2 separate regions of the Ovis aries genome follow, and region 2 is linked to region 1. A link is a contact called in public Hi-C data. All regions are on one chromosome and are shown on one strand. The core of a region is the stretch at or near the end of the contact, and the rest is flanking DNA. Distances in the headings are between cores, read along the strand shown. Region 1 has its middle 180 kb from the start of SPRY2. Region 2 holds the start of SPRY2 (sprouty RTK signaling antagonist 2).

The links. A called contact is a pair of places that touch in the nucleus more often than the background predicts.
Region 2: a contact with region 1 is called in a Hi-C map of tail adipose tissue, with 3 times the contacts expected there. The contact joins the promoter of SPRY2 here to the enhancer-like site in region 1. A contact is called at or near these places in 2 of 16 Hi-C or Micro-C datasets (skin fibroblasts and tail adipose tissue).

The regions. Positions count from the first base shown.
Region 1 is chr10:55,765,642-55,771,504 of ARS-UI_Ramb_v3.0, forward strand. No RefSeq gene overlaps it. Among named protein-coding and RNA genes, the nearest start is that of SPRY2, 180 kb to the right of the region's middle. Within about 2 kb of position 3,165, at least 2 of the 54 cell types and tissues checked have an H3K27ac peak or open chromatin away from gene starts, as enhancers often do.
Region 2 is chr10:55,942,776-55,948,638 of ARS-UI_Ramb_v3.0, forward strand. It overlaps SPRY2 (sprouty RTK signaling antagonist 2), which reads right to left and starts at 3,468. Exons shown (of 2, transcript XM_027973702.3): 1 at 2,722-3,468.

The DNA.
Region 1 (5,863 bases), core at 1,915-4,414:
TCCTCCTGCCCTCAATCTTTCCCAGCATCACAAGTGAGTCAGATCTTCGTTTAAGGTGGCCAAAGTATTGAGGTTTCAGCTTCAACATCAGTTCTTCCAATGAACATCCAGGACTGATCTCCCTTAGGATGGATTGGTTGGATCTCCTTGCAGTCCAAGGGACTCTCAAGAGTCTTTTCCAACACGACAGTTCAAAAGCATCAATGCTTCAGCACTCAGCTTTCTTCACAGTCCAACTCTTACATCCATACATGACCACTGGAAAAACCATAGCCTTGACTAGATGGACCTTTGATGACAAAGTAATGTCTCTGCTTTTTACTTTTATTTATTTATTTATTTAGTTTTTTATTTTTAAATTTTAAAATCTTTAATTCTTACATGCGTTCCCAAAGTCTCTGCTTTTTAATATGCTGTCTCGGTTGGTCATAACTTTCCTTCCAAGGAGTAAGCGTATGGTATTAAAATGCTCCCCTGTTGGCTCAGATGGTAAAGAGTCTGGCTAAGATGCAGGAGACCCATGTTCAACCCCTGGGTCAGGAATATTTCTTGGAAAAGGAAACAGCAACCCACTGCAGTATTCTTGCCTAGGTAAACAGAGGAGCTTGGCAGGCTATAGTCCACGGGGTCACAAAAGAATCAGACATGACAGAGCAAGTAACATTTTCAACATGGTGCCTAAGAAATAGAAGATATAGCAAAAGTGTTCCCTTTCTTCATGGTGTGCTAAGAGTATGCTGTCACCCACTACCTGACAACCAGGAAGATTCACGCTTTCTCATTTGATAGAACCGTCAGTCCTCTTAGTGGCCATAAGTTTTGTTATCTATTCTAAAATGTTGTAACTTAAATGCATTATACTATGTGCCGTGCTGTGCTTACTTTCTCACTGATGTCTGACTCTTTGCAACCCCATGGACTATAGCCCACCAGGATCCCCTGTCCCTGGTGATTCTCCAGGCAAAAATACTGGAATGCGTTGCCATGCCCTCCTCCAGGGGATCTTCCCAACCCAGGAGTCAAACCCAGGTCTCCCACATTGAAGGTGGATTCTTTACCATCTGAGCCACCAGGGAAGCCCAAGAATACTGGAGTCAGTAGTTTATCCCTTCTCCAGGGGATCTTCCCGACCTAGGAATTGAACCGGGGTCTCTGCCTTGGAGATGGATTCTTTACCAGCTGAGATACCAGGGAAGCCCTCACTATACTACAGCACAGTTGAAATAAAGTTTCAGCTTAGACAGTAATCTAGAGGATTTTCCTTTAAGGAAATGTTTTTTCATATCTTTCACCTATTTGGAGACTCTTCCTAGCCACTGAGAGTTATAACGTTCGGGCAACTATGGAGCACATAAAACTTGAAGCCACCAATTGGAATTTCGTGACATGTTCAAATTACATTCATTGTTTTGGTTGCAGTTCTTGCCGTGCAGTGAGGACAGGGAACAGCTTGTGTGATTTGAATATATAGAGAATTGATGCTCAGAGAGAAATGATAACAATGACTTTATAAAAGAACACTAGTTATTTTTAATGTTAATTATAGACACAGCACCAGATGCTTTTATGCTAGATTTATGGAGAGAGTAGAAATGATTTTAAAGTGTTTATATGAGTTTATACTCAGCAAATTCCATTACACACCATCAATAAAAGAATGTAAATGCACTGTTCTTAAGTGAGCCTGACTGCTTACCTACTGTCAGTCATGATGTACTTCTGGTCATGATAAAGGATTAGAAATGATTCTTAATCTACATGGAACCCAGATTACATGTCATATCTCAGGATTAGTTTGGCGGGGAAAGGGAGAAAAATTCAGTACTAGATACAGAGGAATTTATGTTCTGTATTTCATTCAGAAGGGAAACTATATGAAGGTACTCTAGAGATTCCCTGGGGGCTCAGATGGTGAAGAATCTGCCTGCAATGCTGGAGACCTGGGTTTGATCCCTGGGTCAGGAAGATCCCCTGGAGGAGGCTGTGGCAACCCACTCCAGTATTCTTCCCTAAGAATCCCATGACAGAGGAGCCTGGCGGGCTACAGTCCACGGGGTTGCAGAGTCAGACACATCTGAGCAACTAACACTTTCACTTTCACTCTAGACATAATGATGGAGAAATCAATATGCGCCGTCTAAGAGGACCAAGGCTCCCCACCAAAGGCAACACTGGTTTGTATGACCCACAGTGCCCCCTCCCCTTGGAGGCAGTCCTGGGCCGAAAGTCCAATCTGGGTTTCTAGTCTATGGCATCTGGATTCTGCAATGTGAATTTCCTGGGTTTCACATTTAGCCTCATCTATGAACTATGTATTTTAAATAGTAAGCTAACTTCCCCTGAGTTTGTCACAACCAGCCAGGAAATATTTCTACTTTCTATTATGTTCTACTTTTTTCATCAACATATCTTTACTTTCACTGCAACAGTGTACATCTTCTCCCATAAAATATCACAGATGTAAGAGTACTGGCATACACATAGATTTGAACGTAATACTCTTTCATATACAATCAAATTAGAATTCTGTATATATATATATACACATATACACAGACATAAATACACACATATGTAGGCAAATATATAATACATAGAGAGAGTGAGAATAGGTTAGAAAACATAATTATTCTAGACCACACTAGAAATATTTTAAATTTGTCAACTAGTGATAAATTTCATCAGAGCTATAATCAGATGGGTCCCATACATTTTCTCAAGAAATGTTAGTAGTATTACCTTCACAGATATCAAATAAATAACAAAAAAAATACCCTAAAGAAATCATACCTGTTCTCTGAGACAGATAGGTAAATGAACACAGAATTCTGTACCAACAAAGAGCATTTTATTTCCATACATAACCACTGATAATGATCACCTTTACACATACGGTGCTGAGGAAACATTTTACTTTGTCCCCAGATCATTTCACAGGGCTTATTTTTTAAGTACTTACATTATTTTCTACAAAGGAAAAAATTTGATCCAGTTTATAGCTCTGTTCCTTTGAATCCTTGGTCTTCTTCCACGTTTGGTTCTTTTAGCACTTACAACACATTTCTCTTCTTCTTTTTTAATCTGGGAAAATTTAGCCTTAGTGTACCATCTGTTTCATGGTGAAACGCTTGTGTTTCAGCTCCCCAGATGGGTTGAGTAAGAGAAAAAGGTTAAATGATTTAACTTGAATTCACACTGAGTCATCTGCCCTCAGCCCAGTCATGACAAAGTGAGAGATTTTCAAGGTTTCTTTTTCTCTTCTTCCTTACACTAAGATCGCACAGCTTTCAGTGAAGCTTTCTCGAAACAGTACCGAGTAGCAAATGTACTCAATATGGTGGGACAATAATTTGGATTTGAAATTTATTTCTAATGTACAACTTTTTAACAAATGAAAAGTAACTGCTTCCTTTCACAGGAAGTTAAAACCCAACTTTTTAAATATCACTGCCCTCTAGCCTGGCGTGCTGCAGTGCATGGGGTCTCAAAGAGTCAGCCACGACTGAGAGACTAAACTGAACTGAACTGAGCTGATATTCATATCTCTCTTTTTTCTCCTGTCCATGTCACTTTTTATGCTTCTCCCATGTTACTCTTGCAACACCACCTCTTTTTTTCCTTATCTCTGCCAATGAATAGGCAGTTTTTCCTACCAACAGCGCACAGATCACTAGTTTTCTAAAATGTGCCTGAAGCTCATCTTATTCAGTACTGTCCTACTCTAAAGTGTTAGTACTTTCATGCAATTCCAGGGTTCATAGAGCACAAGAGCTTCCATGATAAGAAAGAGTACAGAGAGCAGAGGATGCATAAAACAATGTGTATTGATTAAATTTATTTCATTCTAATATTGTGTGCGTGCATTTGTGCTCAGTTGCTTCAGTCATTTCCTACTCTTTGTGACCCTATGGACTACAGCCTGTCAGGCTCCTCTGTCCATGGGATCCTCCAGGCAAGAAAACTGGAGTGAGTTATCACGCACTCCTCCTGGGGATGTTCCCAACCAGGAATCAAAGTCAGATCTCCTGCATTGCAGGCAAATTCTTTACTGCTGAGCCACCAGGGAAGCCCTCATTTTAATATTAAATAGTATGAAGAGAGGGTCAAAGTTGATTTATTCAACCTTCAGTAAGTTTCACTCGGTGCAGAATTCTTGTCCTGAGACTGTGATGAAATTCAAAAGAAGTAGAGATGGTGGTTTCCCCTTGAGGAATTTGATCTCTAGTAGAAGCCATTATCAAGGTGTCCCCATTTAGGGCAGAAACAGATTATTTCAGTAATGAAAGCTGTGACTATCAATTTAACCAAAATTTTATGGACTGAGTCTTTTTACTGAATTGTTCTTTTTAACAATTGATCCAGTTGTGTATTTCAGTGTGGTCAAAATATAGGAAGATCCTACCCTTAGTGTTTTGTGGCAGGATGTCTCACTTTCTTAGTTTACCATAGTTAATCATGCTTTTTAATTGACATTGACATATTTTAATATCACATATTAATATTTGAAACTGTGATGATTCAATATAACCTAACTGCTTCTTAAAGAACTGAAAAAATTCTGACTGTTAGGAGTTAAATTACTTCTAAGTTAAATTATTTAAGTTTCAAAACCATGAAGTAACTTTAGCATAGAGGGCTAACAAATGCATCATAAAATTATATATCTATAAAACTAGCACTATGCTTACCCCGTAATTCAGGGACTATTCATTACCTTCACGAGGCATGTGTATTACTGATCTATCCAATGATTCCACCAGTGTAGAAAATCAATCTAATATTTATTAAATTTTAATATTTATTAAATTTATATAAATATTAATATTTATTAATATTTATTAATCAATCTAGTGTTTATTAATACTAGGAGCAACCTTTAAGAGATTAAACTTACAAGTTTATTTTTGTCTACATGAGGTTGTGGATGTAGTTATCTCCTCACTGAACTTCACATTTAAGTGTCATTAATTACGCAATTTTTTCTTTGGGTAGACAGATTGTAATCTATATAGAGAAAAATGATCTCTGCTTATTCAACTCTATCTCTGCAGCTTCTAGACTAGAATCTGGAATATTTACATATTTTGTCAAATAATCAGTAAATTGCATTGAAGACCATCTGCCTTCCTTTTTAAGAGTTCATGGATTACAGAAGAATCAATATTTTTTTAATGATGTTAATTTAAGTAAATAAGCATTTTCATGAGGATTTCATTTCTATTCAGTATGAATAGAGTTGTGCAAACAATAGAGCTTAGAGTTACAGAGAAATTCACAAAGGAGAAAGCATGAGATTTGGGTCTTGATGGATAATGGGGTCAGCCAGGTAGAAGGGTAGGCAAGGTATTCCAGGCTGAAGGGTTGATTTTCAATAAATGGAGATGAAAAAAAATCTTTTTTTCTTATTAGCTTCCTCATCTAGCCAAAGAGTTGCAAAATGTTGAATACATTTCTTTCAATCACATACAATTCAGGAAGATGCCAGCATGACCAGATGGATGGTTTTCAGATTCACACTTCAGAAACACATGGTGCTTCTCTGAGGCAATTGTGTACTGTTTCTTTTAAAATAGCAGGAAGCATATGGGAACGGGATTGGATCCGTCAGCTACTATCAAAAGAAGGGTGAAGCTTCTAAAATAAATTAAATCAAAACCTATAAAGTAACAAAAATCTTTTATCATACTTTGAAATTCTAAAGTTTTACATTTGTAGATACATGGACATTTAAAAAGAAAGACTTTTTCATGCAAACCACAATCTCTGCTACAGCTGTCAAATCTGAGATGCGCCCCCCCCCCGAAAAAAAAAGAAAGAGACAAGGTCAGTGTAATGAGAGAGTCTGGAAGAATTTTATTGATTA
Region 2 (5,863 bases), core at 2,218-4,717, 180 kb after region 1:
GTTCTTTAATCCTGTGAAGTGTAGTGACACCAAACTGATCTTTGCTTCAATCACGAGTAAGGATTCCTTACTCGTATAAGCACAAAATCTGCAAGGTTCAAGTTCCCTGTAAAAACTGCAGGAAAGTACTCTTGGAATATAACATTCATACTGACATTTTCAAAAGCTGAATGAATACCTTTTCAAAGTGTGAAATAGGTTTCAACTTATGGTCATTTTTGCCTGGAACTTCAATAGATACAGCCTAGAAATTCTTGGTTCCTACTTAACATCTGCTTTTACATTAAACAGCTTGAACTATTCTGTGACTTTACAAAATCTCATAGGATGAAATGACATGCAAAAAAAGGGTAAATACTTCTCTTCCCCAGGAATATACACTTTATACAACAATCATGCATTATCATTAACTATATAGTAGCACGAAGTTATAGAATTGAAAACACATCAATTTAAATCCTGTTAGGTGCCAGGAATACAATAGAGCAAACTTACACCTCGAGCAACAAAAAGACAGGAACTTATTTTCAACTTTCCAACAACTTGAGAATCACATGTTTTACAACCTGAAAGCCTCGGAGAACACCTTAAATTCTGCAGCTAAAAGACCCGTTTTCCCTGTTTTAGAAATCAATCATGTCAAAATGTTAACTGCTTTTGCCCATTTCCCAAAACCTAATAATTGAAAACATACATTGATTGGTGATAACAGGAAGTGATTTAAAAACTCAAGGGTCACATCGCAAATCTATCAAGCCTGACAAGTAACCGCTTAAATTGCCATCCCTCTGTTAAATTTCAAAACGACCATCCTCTTTGTCAACTCAGTCTACAAGGACCCAAAACGCAAACGTGGACCTTCATCCAGTCTGACTTTTTAGAAAACAGACACAGGCAGGTGACACACGCCTTCCAATTCGGAAAAAGGCAGAGCTGGAAACCGGATCTCAGCTCCAACAGAAAGGCAGACGAGACAGTGCTGTTCTTAGTTTATCGGCTCTATCTGCGCCCCAACGCCGTCCCCAGCAGGTGGGACTCAGTCAGAGCCCCGAGGGACTTTTCTCCGGGAGGACAGACGCAGCCCAGCGGCCAAGCTGGCCCCCTGCGCACAAACCCGGGACGGACAGACAGGCGGGGCCGGGGAGGGGAAGGGGGCGGGGGCGCGGGCGTCTACTAAAGAAACATGCCCTGGAAAGCTGGAGGAACCCCTCCCTACCTCCCCAGATAGAAATCTCTCCCACCCCAGAGAACTGACTCCCAGCTCCAAGAGGGAGCCGCTCCACCCTCAGGCAGAGGTCACACAGCCCATCGTAGGACGTTCCGGCCAAGGGCCTCGAATGCAGGGCACTGGTTTCCAGCCCCGACTTCGCGAGGAAGAAAGTCCTGCCTGAGACACAGAGCCGGGTCATCTAACCCTGGCACACTCAGCGACGCCACCCTGTGCTAACCTGAGGGGCAATGCCTGCAATGTGCACGCGCCTATATATTAAAAACATACATCTGTATGCAGGTATGTATTCAAGTCACAGAAAAATTGCTTTAAAAATTAAGAACAATTTCCAGCGCCCTACGCCGAACATGCAAGACCCAGGTCCCTAAGCTGGACACTTGCCGCTATGCTTACAGTGCAAAGTAGCATCTTGTGGGGGTAAGGAGGTTTGCTTAAGTGATTTCCGCTGATCCCTCTTCCCCTTCGCAGCACCACCCCACCCTCTCCCCATGTTCCGTCGTCACCCCACCCGCCCCCGCTTTGAAACCCCCCATTAAGAACTGTGTGTGATCAGACTAAGGATGAGGGAGAAAGGACTTCAGCACAAGGGTGGGGCAAACCGACACAGAAACCGCTTTGTAAAAACGCAGAAGGTTCCGAATTAAAAAAACAGCAGCAACCACACAAAAAAAGTGGATTAGTCCATCAAAGTAAAGGAAAAAAAACCCAAAACCTAGTCTCTTTTGCCACCTATTTTCAGGTAATGGAAAACGATCGCGACCGCTTGATGACTTTCTTCCTGTGCTGGGTCAGCCCAATCGTCCAAAAAAAAAAAAAAAAAAAAAGCGTGACCCAGGCCGACCGCGGCGAACGGAAAAGAGCGAAAGCTGCACTTCCGAACCGCAGAGACGCGGCGCCAGGCAGGGCGACGCTCCCACCCTCTGCGTGCTCGCCGCAGTCCACGCCGAGCTGAGTCGTGGGCGCCCTCCACTCGCCACCCTGTCCTCTTTTTTTCCACCCGCGAGGCAGCGACCCGCACCCTTCACTACCCCTGCGCCCCTGCTTCGGGACTGCCTCTCCCGGGACCTGCCTTCCCCGGAGAGAACAGGTTCGAAGTGCGGGCGCCTTCAGCGGCGCCCTGGAAAACACAAAGTGCTTGCCTCCCTCTCCCGCTCTCAGCGCCCAGTTTGCAGCCAGTGCGCCGCCGTGAGCTGGCCGCCACCCCGAGACCCCCAGCGCGGGCGCGCTGGGTCGTGGGGCCGGGGACACGGCACCCCGCGCGCGCTGCAATCTCCCCCACCCCGAACCCCTGCCGCCGAGGCAGGCCGAGGCCGGGGCGAGGCTGATCCGCGGGCAACTCCAGGGCTCCCCACGGAAAACTTGCGGGGTGAGAGAAAGGGAGGCCCGAGGAGAGACGGACCCACTGCCGGTCCCGCTGCACCTACTCCATGTTGCCCACAACGCGCCGGCCGCGGCGCCAGGAGGGGACGAGCCGGCCAAACGCGCCTCACCGTGATCGCGGCTTTGCACAAACCCCTCTCCGTTGGATTCTCTTCTTTCCGCGATGTGCAAATAAATCCAGCCCTGATGCAAACTTTTTGCCTCTCCTTCCTTCCAAACTCTGCTTCAGTCTAACTTCTGAGCGATTGGCTGGACGAGAAAAGGAGAGGAAAAAAAATCCGGAGCCAAGTCCTAGCCGAAGAACACTGGAGTTCGGGGCTGGAGGCGACCCCCCTTCTAAAAGCGCACGCGGAGTATTTCCTTTTTTTTTTTTCCCCTTTTTTTCTCAATGAACTGGAGGCCGAAGCGCCAACGGCGAGTCTCCTCTCCCGGCAGATGAGCGAATGAGAAAAGAAAACGGCCTTCGCGAGGACCTAAAAGCCAGATGGCCAAGTCGTGCGGCCGCGGCCGCGTCCGAGCGGAGGCGGCGCGGGGGCGCGCGGGGCGGCGGGACTGGCCGAGCCGGGCCGGGCGGGCGCGGGGGCCTGGGCGCTGCGCGCTCCGCCGGCCCCTCTCCTCCGCTCGCGCTGCTGCGCGCAGCTCTCGGCGGTGCAGACTGGGCGTTGTGGAGGCGCGGCGGCGAGGCCGAGGCGGGGGCGGTGGGTGCGAAAGAGGAGGAGGAGAAGGAGGAGGAGGGTCTGGGGCCCGGCCGGGGGGGGCTCGCCGTTGGCCTGCGCCCTCGCCTTTCCGGAGGAGGCAGGGAGCTCTGCGGCGGCCGCGGCAGCAGTAAATGGCGTCATGTGGATCCGAGGCGGAACAGAGCAGTTGTTGTCCCAGAGGATATATCGCATCCGGTCCCAGCTCATTGGCTCCGCGGGGCTACATTCACTCACACTCCAGCGCCCGCCAGCGCTCCGAGCCGCAGGAGGCATTCAAAAGGGCAACCGCGCCGCCCCGCGCGTACCCGGGCCGGTCCTGCCGCCCGGGCCGCCGTCACGCGCGGTGCCCGCGGGGCCGGGCTGGGCACGGCGGGGTCAGTTGATCTAGTTTCAAGGAAACACTGACCTTAAAGTTTTCCCCAGAGGCTAGGAGGACGAACCTTGAGCTCGGCGGATTTAGGGAACTTTCTCCCCGCCACTAGGAGAAGGGAATGAACGTTTCAGACTAATCCTGGCTAGGCTGTGTTAGCATTAAAAACCAGTTGCGGGTTTTGAGACTTTCTTCTGAATCCATTGCAAGACAGGCTCTCCCCTTTTCTGTTCCCCCTCGAGGGGGCGACGGGGAGAGAAGCAGGGGGAGGGGAAGGGGAGCGGGAAGTGAGGTGGGAGGGCTATTGGTTTATCCTTTGTCTACTGGATTAACCCGATTATACACCAGGCACCGGGACAAACCGCCACCCCCACCTCCGAGCGGCGTACGAGAGGGGCGGAATGCAGATTCGGGTTTCAAGTACCTCTGCTCTGGCCGGGATTTGCTTTTCATGGTGTCAATTGTAGCTTTTCGGTTTAATATTAGATGTTGTTCTAAAAGAGGGAGTGAGCTACAGATGGAAGCTTTCTGAAGATCTTCCTTGCCGTTTTGTTTCACGCAATTGGTGATGGAAATGCTACAGTCTAGGCCTTAAAAAAATTTAGTTAAATCAATCCTACACACGTACACGATTACTAAGGGCCACATCACGGGCTTCTGAAATGGGAGGGGGGCTCGCTGTAACACTGCAGATTTCCTCAACTAGAAGAATCATCGTTCATTTCCGACTCTCCTTGTCACGCAGAACATTCCCCAATAAGATTCTATTGTCCATCTTGAAGGTGATCTATTTTCCCACTTACAAAAAGAAATGTAAAGATAGAAAAGGCATATATATGCGCTGCTCTAACTGCCGATCGTTTACGAAGAAACGTGCAGGGACGTGGGAGCACCAATGGGAAATTAACACCCCCGCCCCACACTCTTAATATTGGATTCTGAATGATTTACAGAATGAGTTTACTTTACAGGGAAGTACGGTCAGAACTCCCGAAGAGCACCTGCGACCTCGCGGTCCTAGGGTTAGAGTTCTTGAAACTGCTAGGAAAACGTGGTGCTAGATTTCCCGGGTCTGGTTCCACCCCACCTCGGTTCACAACCGCCCTGGCGCTCGCCGCCCTGTCCCGAGCCCTTGTCTGCGGATGTCCCGGGCGTGTTCCCGGCCACGCTACCCTCTCCCCTGCCTTCTCCATGTTTCTCTAGGGCTCCTCGCCCCGGGTTTGGAACCAGAGGTGGCAGAGGAAGTGGCCTGCGTTATTTCCGGACGCTGGCCTCCTTTTTCCCCCACCCCTCGGGTGCGGGTGGACCAGGCTAAGTCCGCCTGCTCCGCGGCGCCCCCGGGACGACGGGGCCTCCCGCAGCCCCGGCCGCTCCCCCGACGCCCGGGTCCTCAGGGCCTCCGAGCCTCCGAGCGGACGCAGGCGCTGCTGCGCTCCCGGCCCATCGGGCCACCAGGGGGCGCCCACTCGCCCGGCGCGGGGCTGGGGTTGCTTTCTTCAACGCGACTCCACGAGGGCAGCCGGGGTTGCCTTCCAAAATGTACCTTGGGCCGGCCGGTTCACAAAGAATAAAAAGACGTTTTTCATGTGAGTGCAACAGCAGGTGCCTTTCCCTACCCTCTCGGCGGACACATTCCGCGAATGAGGGGCTCAGGTGCGGAAGAACCCCAGCTTTTCCCGAGGGGGACGGAGTTGGCGGCCCAAGCCAGGGTGTGCGAGGCTGGCGGGAACTCGCTGCCTAAGTCTGGCCAACAAGTCTCGGGCCGAACAGGTGAAAGAAACCCGACGGCTGATTCTTAGGGGATACTTGTGCCCAGGCTGTGTTTCCAGCATTGCAGGAGCTCTGCGAAAACACGCTGTTCGGGCTCAAAGCATGAAGTGGAATTTAAGTTAGAAGCTTCTGGCTGTTTAGAACACCTTCTGTGTTTACAGAGTCAATAGGGAAGAATCTAGGAATTTATCTTTAATGAACTGGAAGGAATTCCATGTAATCTAGCTCACCCAACATCCAGTTTGCAAGCTGGGAAAACATTTAACCTGTACCTTAAGCGCAATGTAAAAATGAGAATCTGCTGGGTTCTTTCTAATATACTCCTTACTATTTTTTTTAAATTATTATTCATTGTTGCTACTTTCCGCACGTGATGTATAAAGCACTATCTTGTGTCTCCAAGATTACTTGTGA